2 separate regions of the Danio rerio genome follow, and region 2 is linked to region 1. Evidence: chromatin contacts called from public Hi-C data. All regions are on one chromosome and are shown on one strand. Each heading gives the region's core, a stretch centred on a gene start, on an enhancer-like site or on the middle of the called end of the contact. The rest is flanking DNA. Distances are from core to core; before and after follow the strand shown.

Region 1 (6,776 bases), core at 2,378-4,877:
AATAGGCCTAGATGCATATCTTTGCATAGCAGTGTCATAGAGACATGGGGATTAGTTCATTTGACTTGGACAGCCAGCCACATTCAAGTTCACTCTGTAATCTCGCCCATAGCAACAAAACAGAGTACCCTAGCAACCATTCATCAACAGCTATATCTCAGCATCAGAACATCGTAGAGACTTGGGGATTGGCTCGTTTGACTCATGCTAGCAAACGGAACTTCCTATATGCTAAACATGCTAGCAGTGACTAGCTACATGCTAATAATGACTAGCCAAGTACTGTAACTTGCTAGAAATGCTTACTAAGTATAAATATTTCATCAGGCATGTATGTGAGGCTTGCCTAGTAACCACCCAGGGTACCCTAGCAACTGCCTAGCAACCACCCAAATTACCCTAGCAACCACCTGGCAACCACCTAGCAACCGCCTAGTAACGTCTTAGTAAGGGCCTAGCGACCACTCAGTACACCCTAGCAACCACCTAGCAATGCCTTAGCAACCACTTAGAATACCCTAGCAACCGCCTAGCAACGCCTTAGCAACCACATAGCAACCACTCAGAACACCTTAGCAACCACCTAGCAACCACTCAGAACACCCTAGCAACCAACTAGCAACACCTTAGCAACCACTTAGAACACCCTAGCAACCGCCTAGCAACACCTTAGCAACCACCTAGCAACCACTCAGGACACCTTAGCAACCGCCTAGCAACACCTTAGCAACCACCTAGCAACCACTTAGAACACCCTAGCAACCGCCTAGCAACACCATAGCAACCACCTAGCAACCACTCAGAACACCCTAGCAACCACCTAGCAACACCTTAGCAACCACTCAGGGCACCCTACCACTGTTGCTAGCATGATGCTAGCAACTCGATTAGCATGTTGCTAGCATCATGCTAACACGATTAGCATCATGCTAGCTACATGCTAATCATGTTAGGATGATGCTAGCAAGTCGATTAGCATGTTGCTAGCATGATGATAACACGATTAGCATCATGCTAATTACATGCTAATCATGTTAGCATGATGCTAGCAACTCGATTAGCGTTGCAAGCATGATGCTAACACGATTAGCATCATGCTAGCTACATGCTATACATGTTAGCATGATGCTTGCAACTCGATTAGCATGTTGCTAGCATGATGCTAACACTATTAGTATCATGTTAGCTACATGCTAATCATATTAACATGTTGCTAGAACCTCGATTAGCATGTAGTTGCTTTTTGGCCAGTACAGTCATGCATTTTACCCCATCGATTTGCCACGCAAACCCCATTCACATTTCCTTTAGGAAATGTACAATTCTAGTTGGGTTTTACTGTACTCAAATTGCTTTATTTACTCAAATGGATTAAATTTACAGTCCTCATTCGGATTACTTTTTGAACTTAAATGATTTGTTGCAATCGGTTTCCTCAAACAGTTTGAGTTATATTTATTTATTTATGTGTGTGTGTGTATACAGTTGAAGTCAGAATTATTAGCCCCCCAATTTTTTTGTTTCTTATTTAAATATTTCCTAAATGATGTTTAACAGAGCAAGGACATTTTCACAGTACGTCTGATAATATTTTTCTTCTGGAAAAAAGTTTTATTCACTTTATTTTGGCTAGAATAAAAGCAGTTTTAAATTATCTAAAAGCCATTTTAAGGTCAAAATTATTAGCCTCTTTAAGCTATTTTTTTTTCCGATTGTCTACAGAACATCATTATACAATAACTTGCCTAATTACCCTAGCCTGCCTAGTTAACCTAATTAACCTAGTTAAGCCTTAAAATGTCACTTTAATAAAAGTGTCTTGAAAAATATCTAGTAAAATATTATTTGCTGTCATCATGACAAAGATAAAATAGATCAGTTATTAGAATTGAGTTATTAAAACTATTGCGTTTAGAAAGGTGTTGAAGAAATCTCTCCGTTACACTAAATTAAACAGGGGGGCAAATAATTCAGAGGGGCTAGAAATTCTGACTTCAACTGTATGTATGTATATACACACACACACACACACACACACACACACACACACACACACACACCTATATACTATATATACATATATATATATATATATATATATATATATATATATATATATATATATATATATATATATATATATATATATATATATATATATATACACACATGTTGAGATTTAAATGAAAAAGTCTGTATAAGGATTTTTTGTGTGCTATTCCATTGCAAACTGAACATCTGTTGCAATTATTCTACATTTACATTTTGTAGCGGTGTTTCAGCATTAGCATAAATAACAACATTTGCACTTAAATAAAAACTCAAATCAGATCTAGTTTAGTAATTAGCATGACTTGATTGGCCAACATAGTTCAAAACAAGCCTGGCTGTTTCCCCAAACAGATCATTAATCAGATTCAACATGGTACAACTGTAAGAAGTGTTTCAGACTTGTGAATACAGTCTGCATGATGCTGAAACATTTTTTTTTACCATCAAACAATGCTGTAGTTTCCAATTTCCAGTGTTTACCCGATTACATATACACTCACAAGCAAAAGTGCACAAATATCTTTCTGTGCAGCTCTTTTCAAATTACACAGATTCAAACATATTATATTATCCTAATAAAATTATTTATATACATGGTGTTGCAAACATGTCTGCTCCAATGTTATTAATGATAACAGCTAATATCAGAACTTGCATCTGAATCACAATTGCCACTAATTTATTTTCTGTTCTATCTATCTATTATCTATGTTTTTCATATATATATATATATATATATATATATATATATATATATATATATATATATATATATATATATCCATGTAATCTTTTATTAACACACTGTGCAGTTTCCTTGATTCACGTGATTATGTTGTCACCCATTCTGCCTCACTGACAACTGAAAAGGATTCTATCCAAGTCGCACGGCATGAAAATTTAGAAATGTCCATTTTGATCCATTTAAAGCGTTCACCCGTATGGTCTTACCTGATGTGTCCCATAAACTCAATTCAACACGCTGGTCATCGAGCTCCAAACAGGCTGTGTAGTTTTCAAACACTGTGGGCACATACGTCTGAGGAAGAGGTGCAACATATTAGCACCGATTATCATGCATGTGATGCTGCATTAGTGCACAACAAACCGCTTGGAATTTAATGCGTTCATTTTCTGTATTAAATAGTTTATAATATTTGTCTTACTTTGTTGTGCCATTCAAATAAACTATATGATCATATAACGGAATTGGTAACCAAAGAATGTCACGATACAATCGACATGCATGAAAGAAACAACAGTTGTGTTGTTAGGGAGATCTTAATACATGGCCTCAGAAATTCTGTACTCACCTCCGGATAACAATCCTTCGCCAAAACCTGTAACATCGCAGTCTTCCCGCATTGAACATCCCCAACCAGCACCAGTTTGCATCTGACCACCAGTGGCTGTGCGTTTCTTCTTTCCTTCATTGTTTAGCGCTTTTAAATAACCGAACAAGGTAATCCGAAAACAAACCGATCTAAAACAGAGCAGCACGAGGATGCGCGAGTGCACAAGCGTTCCTGTGGTGGATATATACACTATACTACACGAGTTGCTTGCAGCCGAAGTGATTGAACTGTGGACTGGGGGTTTATATATGCCGCACCACAGCCAATCAGCGTGCACGATGCGCATGACGTCTTGCATTCTTTTCTCTGTCTAGAAATGTATTTTCCCGACGACTCAGCCTTTTGGGAAACTTTAGTCTCTTCCTGTCTAATGACTTCAATATTCCATGGAAAATGTGCTAGTTTTATATCCCTATCTGATCAAAATGACCAAGCTAGGGTTATTTTGTGGCTACAAAAGAGTCTTATGGGCTGTTAAAAACAGGATGTGACAGAATAATTAGCCTATGTCTGAATTTAAAAAGTAGGCAAATAAATTGGATGCAACACGTCAACATCCAGATAACTATCCATTCATACTGCACAAATTCATCACTTATGGATATTAACCATGTGATACTACAGATAAAAGAGATACAAAACTATAGTAACCAATTAACCATGAGTATTCCACTCCAACCACATCTTAACCATGGTATTTGTAGTAAAACTATTGTACAAATGCAGGATGTGAATTATACATTGGCGATCAGGGGGTCAATTTTATTTAATTTTTTGTTAAGTTTTCAGTGAATTAAATTGATCTATTTATTTAAATGACATAAAAAGTTTTCAGTGTTTTAAGGGACAATAAATGTATTCTGAAATACAGTACCTGATTATTTCAGAGGTTACTAGCTTAAACTATTTAAATTACGTGTCTAATTTTTCTTTTAGGCTCTATGTAAATATAAACACCTATTTTACAGGAAAACTGTCTCGTGACCATTTACGATATCCATAGCTGCTCTAGATCTGCTGGTTAAGTGTTGAATGAGTCTTGCAAAGACTAATTGGCACAATTATACATGAACCCCTGTTATGGTATGAACCATTTTGGGGTGGTCAAATGTAAGTTTGTCTTATCTATTATTTTAATTATTAATATTATTATTTAAGATACAGATCAGGAAAAACAATTTCTCACTATTAAAGGGCTGACCCATACATCTTGTTTTGACACCTATAGGGGGATCAAGCATTCATTAGGGGGGGTCTATCCCCCCAAACCACCCATGTTGGCTAATTCGCACCCTGTACAAATGTAATCAGTGAGTGGTTACAACTTAATAAACCATAATTAATTATGGACATTAGAGTATACATTTTTTGGTTTCAACATAGTTGATCCAAAATAAGCACATATTCGAGAGTGTGTGATTTTGGATGCAGCCTTGGGTCTCATTTGAGAAGCATTTGATATAGTACCTTATACTGAATGTCTGTCACATACAAGCTAAATCATGCCAGTTGACTTTTCTGGCATCTTCATTGTCTCTGGGGTAATTAATTAGATTGTTTGTATTCAGCACCAATAGCCACAAACATGAGGTCAATAGACTTATTCACACATTTGTCTCTCCACCCGATGACTTTACTTTCACCTAATGACATGTGAACTGCCTACACTCTTTCACAAGAGGACTTTGAGGGGTTTTCCTTTTATTTCTGAGATCTTTAAAATCATCAATAATCTCAAATGTCCACCTAAATTAAAATTAAAATCCCCCTTCCCTGAAAACAGAATTATAGTCATCCTCTAGTTATATATTTCAACATGCTTGGCTTATTTTAAGTACTTTTACAGTAAAGTAACATGACTCGGATGAAAAATCCCCTTGATTAAAACCATGAAAAGCTTTGATTACATTACTAACTGGCTGGATTTTTTGACAAATTACTCTTTGATCCCTGTCTGTGTTTGTTTTGGACACATGTATTTAGGTGGGAGGCCAAAAGTTTATTGGCCTGATGGGCCAGTAGAGAATTTCAGCCCTCTGGGAGTCTCAGAAGGCTAAAGTGGTCTGATAGACACCAGGCACGCTGGCTCTGACACTTTCAAGGTTATATTTGTATGTAAAACACCTCAGAGACAGCAGGCTGAGAGAGGAATGGACTTACGCAAACACTTCTCTCCCCATCCCCTATTAATTAAATTATTCTTCTCACTGAAATTAGATGGTAATTTCACAGCAATGGTTTAGAGCAGTACTTTTTGCCTTTGCTCTGTTGTTAGATAGATCAACTGTTATCATGTCACAATGCATTTCCAGGAAATTGTTTGTAGTTAAATTGCAATATTTTGTTTATACAGTAATTTGACTGTAAAGTTATTATAGATTTAAAAATAAAATGGTTCTAATGTGGTTCTTAGCTTGTAATCATAGATACAAGAATCAAAGTGTTTATTGTCATATCCACATTAAGGAAAAGGTTTCCTGTACAATTAAATTCTTACTTTGCTGTCCACACTGAATGCCAGTAAAGTTTAATTTATATTAAAAATCTAAAATAAAATGAAAATCTGGCTGACATTAGAACCCCAACATCCAACCTAAAATCACACCAGAACCCCTATGTCCAACGTCCAACCTAAAATCGACCAAATATCAACGTCTAATAATGTTACAGCTTGACGTATCAGACGTTGAATTTTGGTTACCATACCTGACGAATAAATGTCAGTTGGTTTAAGATGTTGGCTTGACGTTGGATTTTGGTCACTGTCTAACACAACCTAATAATTAGACACTGGCTAGACATTGAATTTTGGTCACCTGACATCACACCTGAATCTAACCTAATATTGACATCTTATAATATTGTGTGCCTGCTGGGCAAAACTAATGCGCTACAGAATGTTACGTTTACACACATCCACAAACTACATGTAAATGCATCAGCTTTTTATAGTGTAATACTCACTACTCACTACTCTTAAGCACTTTTGAAAGGTCTATTTTTAACTCATACTTTGAGTAATATTTACAACAGATGCTTTTACTCTGCTTGCACTACATTTTTAGGCAATGGTACTTTTACGTAAGTCTGATTTTTCAGTACTCTTTCCACCACTGGCTATGAGTGAACTAGACAAATATATGGGGGAATAAGCCATATTCCTGATGTCATAGTTAGCCTGCTTGTTGTTATTTAATTAAAGCAGCTATGGTGCACATATTGAACAAAGATATCATTTTATTTACATGCATTTTGTTTTATTTAGTACTATTTATTTGTTGGCTGAAGAATGGACACAAAGTTGACAGGCTTAATATAAGTGACCACAAGACAACAGCAAAAACATTGTATATGGAAGGGGAAAGACTT
Region 2 (6,776 bases), core at 2,425-4,924, 37 kb before region 1:
TCTCCATATGAAGGTAAGCGTGAAAAGGAACGGCATCATACTGCCCCGTAGCGTTCGTTTTAAAAGTCAATAAGACCTTCTGGCTACATAATTCACGATCTCCAGAAATGTATATAAGGGGACATTTTAAGAATGAGCCTATCTTGCATACAGCAGAGCTGAGGTAAAACCTAACTCTACTGACTGCTTTTTTAAAGGGAAGGGGCTAGTCCCACCTGTCTTCATGATGCGTTTATTCAAATTACAAATAGAAAAAAAACTCACATTTCAAAGCACTTTACGGGACCTTTAAACTTCACAATCTGAAAGTGTAAAATAATATGCAGTTTTTCTGTGGATCATGTGCTTTTCCAATCTATGAACCACAGATCAATGCAATTATTTAACTCTTCGTCATGATGTTGTAGTAAAACCTGCCAAGGTACACACATGATACTTTTTGTTAGTACAAATCAAATCCTTTTTACCTGTCTATTAAAAAGAGCAACTGCAAAGTGAAAAAATAGCAGTGAAGCATCACAAAAGTACTATCAAATACCAAAAACAGGACTTGTTTTTGGATCCCATCAGCAGCACAGAACATAAAGTCACTGTGTGTTTCTTACATAACCTCTTTCATGCTCACTTTGTGCTTGGCTTCCCATAAGTCTGTATGGGTACATGGAGAAACATCCTCCAAGTGCTTGTTCAGGGACTGTTATTCCTAATTGCAGCCTTGTCATTGGGTTTTAACATCACTTCTCATTCAGTTCAGTTCCTCGATCCTCAGCTTTTCCTTAAGAGCTGTACCCTTAAAATACAACCTTAGTTCAACAATAACGGCAGCTATTTTTTGCTCTGTATTGAATGGTCAGGCTACAAGACGGCAAGGTGGAAGTGAGGATCTGACACAATATAATACTTTCCCACAGTGTGTAATTCTCTCTTTTTACTTAATGGCACAGATGTACTTTTTGGATCTCGTTATGATAAATCTCATGGTTCTTCACAACACGTTATGAATTGTAGCCACAATGGAAGTGAGAAAAAGGCCTTGGGGGTTTTATAACCGTTATTACATTGCTCTCGGGAATACTTAAATCTGAATTGTGTCAAGCAGTGGTCAGTTATTTCATGATGTTCAATGATGTCTGTGTGTTTCAAACTGCTTGTCTCGAAACAAGAACTGGCTCTGCTTTCATGTTGACTAAAGAAAGGTCTAAAGATGCACTATTTTTAGGGATGCACAAATATTGGAATTTAATATTGGAATTTAATATTGGATAACCGACAACTACAGTGCATTCGAAAAGTATTCATAGCGCTTCACTTTTCTTGCATTTTTTATCTTACAGCCATATTCCAAAATGGATTAAATTTATTTATTTTCTCAAAATTCTACACACAATACCCCATTCTGACAATGTGAAAATATATTTTTTTAATTGTTTCAAATTCATTAAAAATAAAAAACCTTGTCTACATAAGTATTCACAGCCTTTGCTCAATACTTTGTTGATGCACCTATGGCAGCAATTACAGCCTCAAGTCTTTTTGAATATAATGCCACAAGCTTTTTTCCAGACAACTCTTATTTTTCACACTTAGAGAAATGGACCAACAAAGCAAAGAAAAACATAACAGTTACTAAAGGTATGAACATTCCTCTTTGCAGTACCTCTCAAGCTCTATCAGGTTTGATGGGAACTGATGGTGTACAGCCATTTTCAGATTTCTCCAGAGATATTTAATAGGACTTAGGTCTGGGTTCTGGCTGGGCCACTCAAGGACATTCTCTGAGTAGTTGTGAAGCCACTCCATTGATATTTAGGGGGTTTGCTTTGGGTCATTGTCCAGCTGGAAGATGAACCGTCGCCTTAGTCTGAGGTCAAAAGCATGCTTGGTCTGTGCTTTGACATGCAATGTCAACCCTCGGACCTTATATAGACAGGTGTATCTCCCTTTTTAAATCATGTCCAATCAACTTAATTTACCACAGGTGAACTCCAATTAAGCTGCTTAAACATCTCAAGAATGATAGGTGGAAACAAAATGTACCTGCGCTCAATTTAGATCTTCAAAGGCTGTGAATACTTATGTACATGTGATTTTTCTGGTTTTTATATTTAATAAATTTGCAACAATTTCAAAAAATATTTTTTCACATTGTCATTATGCTGTATTGTGTGTTGGATTCTGATGAAATAAATAATTTTAGTCCATTCGGAATAAGGCTGTAACATAAAAATATGTAGAAAAAATGAAGCGGTATTAACACTTTCTGGATGCACTGTATAATTATTAAAATTGTCTTAAATAACTTTAACTTAACTTTATCTGCTGGTGTGACTGCTAATACAGTGGAAAATGCAAAAAAATGCCTGCAGGGTTGTCAAACTCAGTTCCTGGAGGGCCGCAGTTTGAACCCATGCTTTAACACACTTACAGTACCTGCAGGTTTCAAACAAACCTTATGGGCTCAGTTAGTGAGATCAGGCTTTTTAAAGTAGGATTAAAGCTAAACTGTGCAGAGGCTCCTGGAACTGAGTTTGACACCTGTGCCTTAGGGTGTTTTCAATTTCAGATTGAATTGAAGTGTATTGTACAAGTATTTGTGGATTGTATGTTGATTATTTTAATTTGTTGATGTGTACGTTGTACATTAGTAATTTCTAAAAACAACCTGAATTTAATACATAACTGACACTAACCGTACACTTTTTGTGTCTCAACATGATTTTGGGACATATCAGGGCACAAATCTGTACACTCACCTGCTACTGTATAAGGTACACCTTACTCGTACTGGGTTGGACCAGTCTGACATTGATACAAAGCAGGATGCGGGGATCCGCGCTTACATGTTGTTGCACCAAATTGTAACCCTACCATTCGAATGTTGCAGCAGAAATTGAGACTCCTCAGACCAGGAAACGTTGTTCCAATCTTCTATTGTGCAATTTTGGTGAGCCTGTGCGAATTGTAGCCTCTGTTTCCTGTCCTTAGCTGACATGAGTGGCACCCGGTGTGGCCTTCTGCCTCAAGATTTGTTGTGTTGTGCGTTCAGAGATGCTCTTCCGAAAACCTCAGTTGTAACAAGTAGTTATTTGAGTTACTGTTGCCTTTTTATCAGCTGGAACCAGTCTGGTCATTCTCCTCTGATCATTCAACAAGGCATTTGCGCCCACAGAACTGACACTTTCTGGATATTTTCTATTTTTCTGACCAAACCCTAGAGATGGTTGTGCGTGTAAATCCCCGTAGATCAGCAGTTTCTAGAAACAACCGTGTCACGTTCAAAGTAACTTAAATCACCTTTCGTTTGCAGCAGATCGTCTTGACCATGTCTACATGCCTAAATGCATTGAGTTGCTGCCTTGTGATTGGCTGATTAGAAACTTGCATTAACGAGAAGTTGGACAGGTGTACCTAAAAAAGTGGCCGGTGAGTGTACATTTATCTATTTTTATAAAAGTTTTTTAAACTGATTTTTAAAAACATGTATTCTATGCAAAAAAAATGCAGGATAATATTCAGTCATTATTCCAAAAAATAAAAACCTCAGACAAGGTGACCTCAATCCAGAGCATATATAACTTACATGTAATCCAGCTCTGGCACTTAAACTGAAAAAGCGTATTTGTGCATTTGGGTGAGTCGTCTGGCTTTGACAGGGATGAATCATCCTGGCCGTGTTCGGTACACAGTGGTTTACCCCCCTCCTTGTTGTTTGGCAGATTTACTTGCAGGACACGGTTGGTCAACGCTTGAGTGCTCGCCGATATTTTGTTCTGTTTCTTTCGCTTGGAGGTAATGAGAACAATGCCAGTAAACCTGACTTGTGGCTTGAATCCACGGCTTTGCTCCGGCTGCCCCACTCAATGCATTCAACACTGTCACATTGGGCACATCAGACCAGAGCCTTTGTGTGCACTGTTGCCTAGTGATGGCATGAGAAAAAGCACAATGCCAATGTGTGTGTGTGTGTGTGTGTGCATATCTTTCAATGTTTATGTCTTGTTTCGGTTTATGCAGAGCAGGCATGCGGATATTGTTATAATCGGAACCAATATTTAATTAGACGATTAAATTAGCAGCAGTATGAATCACCCAAACAAACGCACAAAGATGAATTGAATCGTAGCTAAATTTGCTCATCCAGACAGGAAACACGGAAACACTTGAGTTGCTTGACTGAATTGTGGACAGGACATACCGTTTAATGTGTTTGGATGTGTCCTAGAAACACAAGGAAGATTTTGGTGCTGCTTTTGGAAAAAACGAGTCTGGCGGAGCTTTAGGAACACTGAACAATTGATCATGTCTGTGTTTGCCCTATAGAGAGCGAGTGGGTGGACAGGGTGCTCATGGGAGACTACAGGATCAGGCTACTGTCAGCTACTTGCAGGATGATTAAAAGAGCACACGCATGGAAAAGACATTTTGCTTGGGTAAACAGTATTGTTTATAGTGGTTAATAACATTTCATGAATACATTTGCGCCATTTAGAGGGGTTTACGAGAAATCATTTGGATAGAAAATGAACACAGAGCAAAAAACCTATGATGCTTGATATTGTAATTGGGTATGTATAACCCTATTACAATAATATATTACTATACATTATATATTTACAGTGCTCAGCATATATAAGTACACCTCACAAATCTCTTGTTTAAATTAATATTTTCTATAGGAAGCTTTGCAAAGTTATATTTGTTCATATACATTAGTTTAGTCAGTACTAAAACCAAATCTGAAGCTTATCTAACAAAATAACTTTTGATAACGAGTTAAAATTAATACTCCCAAATTTATATGCATGTGAAAAATAGTCAATAAAAAGTTTTTTAAAAGAGCAAAATTCAAGAGAAACAAAAATTTATACAATTTTGTTGAAATTTTGTAGTTTGTAACTTTTTTCCTTAATATTTCGCATGAATTTTAATGTAATATCTTTTAATCTCTGAAGATGTTTAGTGAAAATATTATTTTAGGTATGTAATAATCAGCAAAAAATATTAGAAATGTAAACTTTAGGTGAGCAGGTTACATTGTAACCCCGTATACTAACAGCACGCTCCATGATGAGATTTGCAGTGCTGAGCAATTTGGCTGTTTGCACCAGGCGAAACGCGACAGAATGTCACTTTTCTGTTGTTCAGCTGCAAGAAACTGAATTAATTTCTAAAATATAAATTTGAGGTGTTGTTTAGAACAAGATCTTCTATCACGTGTCATTGCTTTTATATAGAACAAGATTTAAATCTACCTTTAGGGTCAATCGTCAGACCCGCTCCTTGGTTCTCAGTCTGGCAACCTGTGCTTGCATTTTTTTTGTACCAGAAGTGCAATACCTAGTTCGACCACTGTATGTCAGACTTACATACAGCACCTTTAAACCTGCAAACACAAATAATTTTGGGGGAATTTTGAAAAAATTGAAATGCTTCCAACGAACGGTTTTGCGCTTCTAAAGCCACCACACATACATTGTGTTTCGTCTGAATCTTCTGAGGTGCAGGTCATTTATTATATATAAAAAAAGGTCAAGTGGCTTCTCCAACTGCAGCAATGTCCTTTTTTATTGATATTTGGAACCAGTTTATCAGGAAGTAATGATTTTGTCCTCTTCGACTCAGAAGAAATTGTGCTTTATTTGCAAATGTTTTATGCAATATTCTAGTTATGGTTGGGTCGATAGACGATGCCATCATCCATCGCCGATGGCTGATAGGCATTACGATGCTGAGCTGGCATCGTGATCCTCCGCCCTGCTCCCCCGTCGCAGCAGCAACCCGCTCGCGCACTTAGGACCTGTTTACACTAAAGTTAGTTTTAAAATGGCATTTTAGAATAAAAACGATCCATGTCCGCACTTGTGTTTTACCTAGCGTTTCTGATAAGATCTCCCTCCACACTATACCGCTGAAAACGCACATCAAGTGACCACACACAGGTATGCACGAGTCTGAGCTCCAGCAATCAGCAGATTTGAGCCTCAGATACTGTTAGTTGGTTTCTGTTGGTTGTGCAATTTTCTTACCAACTAAGTTTTTCTGACGCCATTTTAATGACACAGATCACTCTGCTTATTCATTCCTGCAGAAAAAATAATTGACTAGTGGTAATTTATGTGTAACTTATTTTTATTTATTAAGGATTTGGGTATGGGTAAAATAAAGACCATGTGAGTCAGGTAGTTTAGTTCCATTGTGAATTAATTAATTATTCATAAATGATTAATTCACTGCCACCTACGATGACTATGCCATCGTCAATCGCAAAGTTTCATGTTAGACATTGTAAAATGCCAAATTGGTCGACATCACTCAAACCTAATTCCAGTTTTGCGCACAAGTCGACTTCTGAGGAGTCCTCTGAGGAGGTGGGTTTTAAAGCTGCGTAATAGTTCTTAATCTGTCGGTTTGTCAGGCTTGCTTCAATATATTCTGTTTTTAGACCAACAACAGCGTTTTAAACTCTGAAATCAGATTTTTTCATCGTACAACAGTCTCTTATGGATGTCTTAAAAAAATTGAGGGAATATTAATTTCTCAGTTCATGACCTCTTTAATAGTCACTCTTGTGGATGTTGAGTGATTTGTGTTACTCGGGTAAATGGAGGCCACATGTTATCCTCTGAGCTCCGTCTGCTTCATTAGTCCGCCCAGAGCGCACAGACGCTTATGGACCTTCACAAATGGAGTGCCACGTCAAATATGTCAAATTATTATTGCACCAAAAAATGTATGCATTTACACACACACAACTGAAATGTTGTGACTCGGTATGA

Evidence for each region. A called contact is a pair of places that touch in the nucleus more often than the background predicts.
Region 2: a contact with region 1 is called in a Hi-C map of an unstated tissue, with 2.1 times the contacts expected there. The contact joins the enhancer-like site here to the promoter of rnd1b in region 1. A contact is called at or near these places in 1 of 18 Hi-C or Micro-C datasets (an unstated tissue) and 1 of 4 datasets of contacts at active chromatin or transcription factors (gastrula embryo).

What each region holds. Positions count from the first base shown.
Region 1 is chr23:29,895,855-29,902,630 of GRCz12tu, reverse strand. It overlaps rnd1b (Rho family GTPase 1b), which reads right to left and starts at 3,627. Exons shown (of 5, transcript NM_001044396.2): 1 at 3,366-3,627; 2 at 3,004-3,091. The coding sequence starts at 3,485.
Region 2 is chr23:29,932,884-29,939,659 of GRCz12tu, reverse strand. No RefSeq gene overlaps it. Among named protein-coding and RNA genes, the nearest start is that of dtx3, 34 kb to the left of the region's middle. Within about 2 kb of position 3,674, at least 14 of the 62 cell types and tissues checked have an H3K27ac peak or open chromatin away from gene starts, as enhancers often do.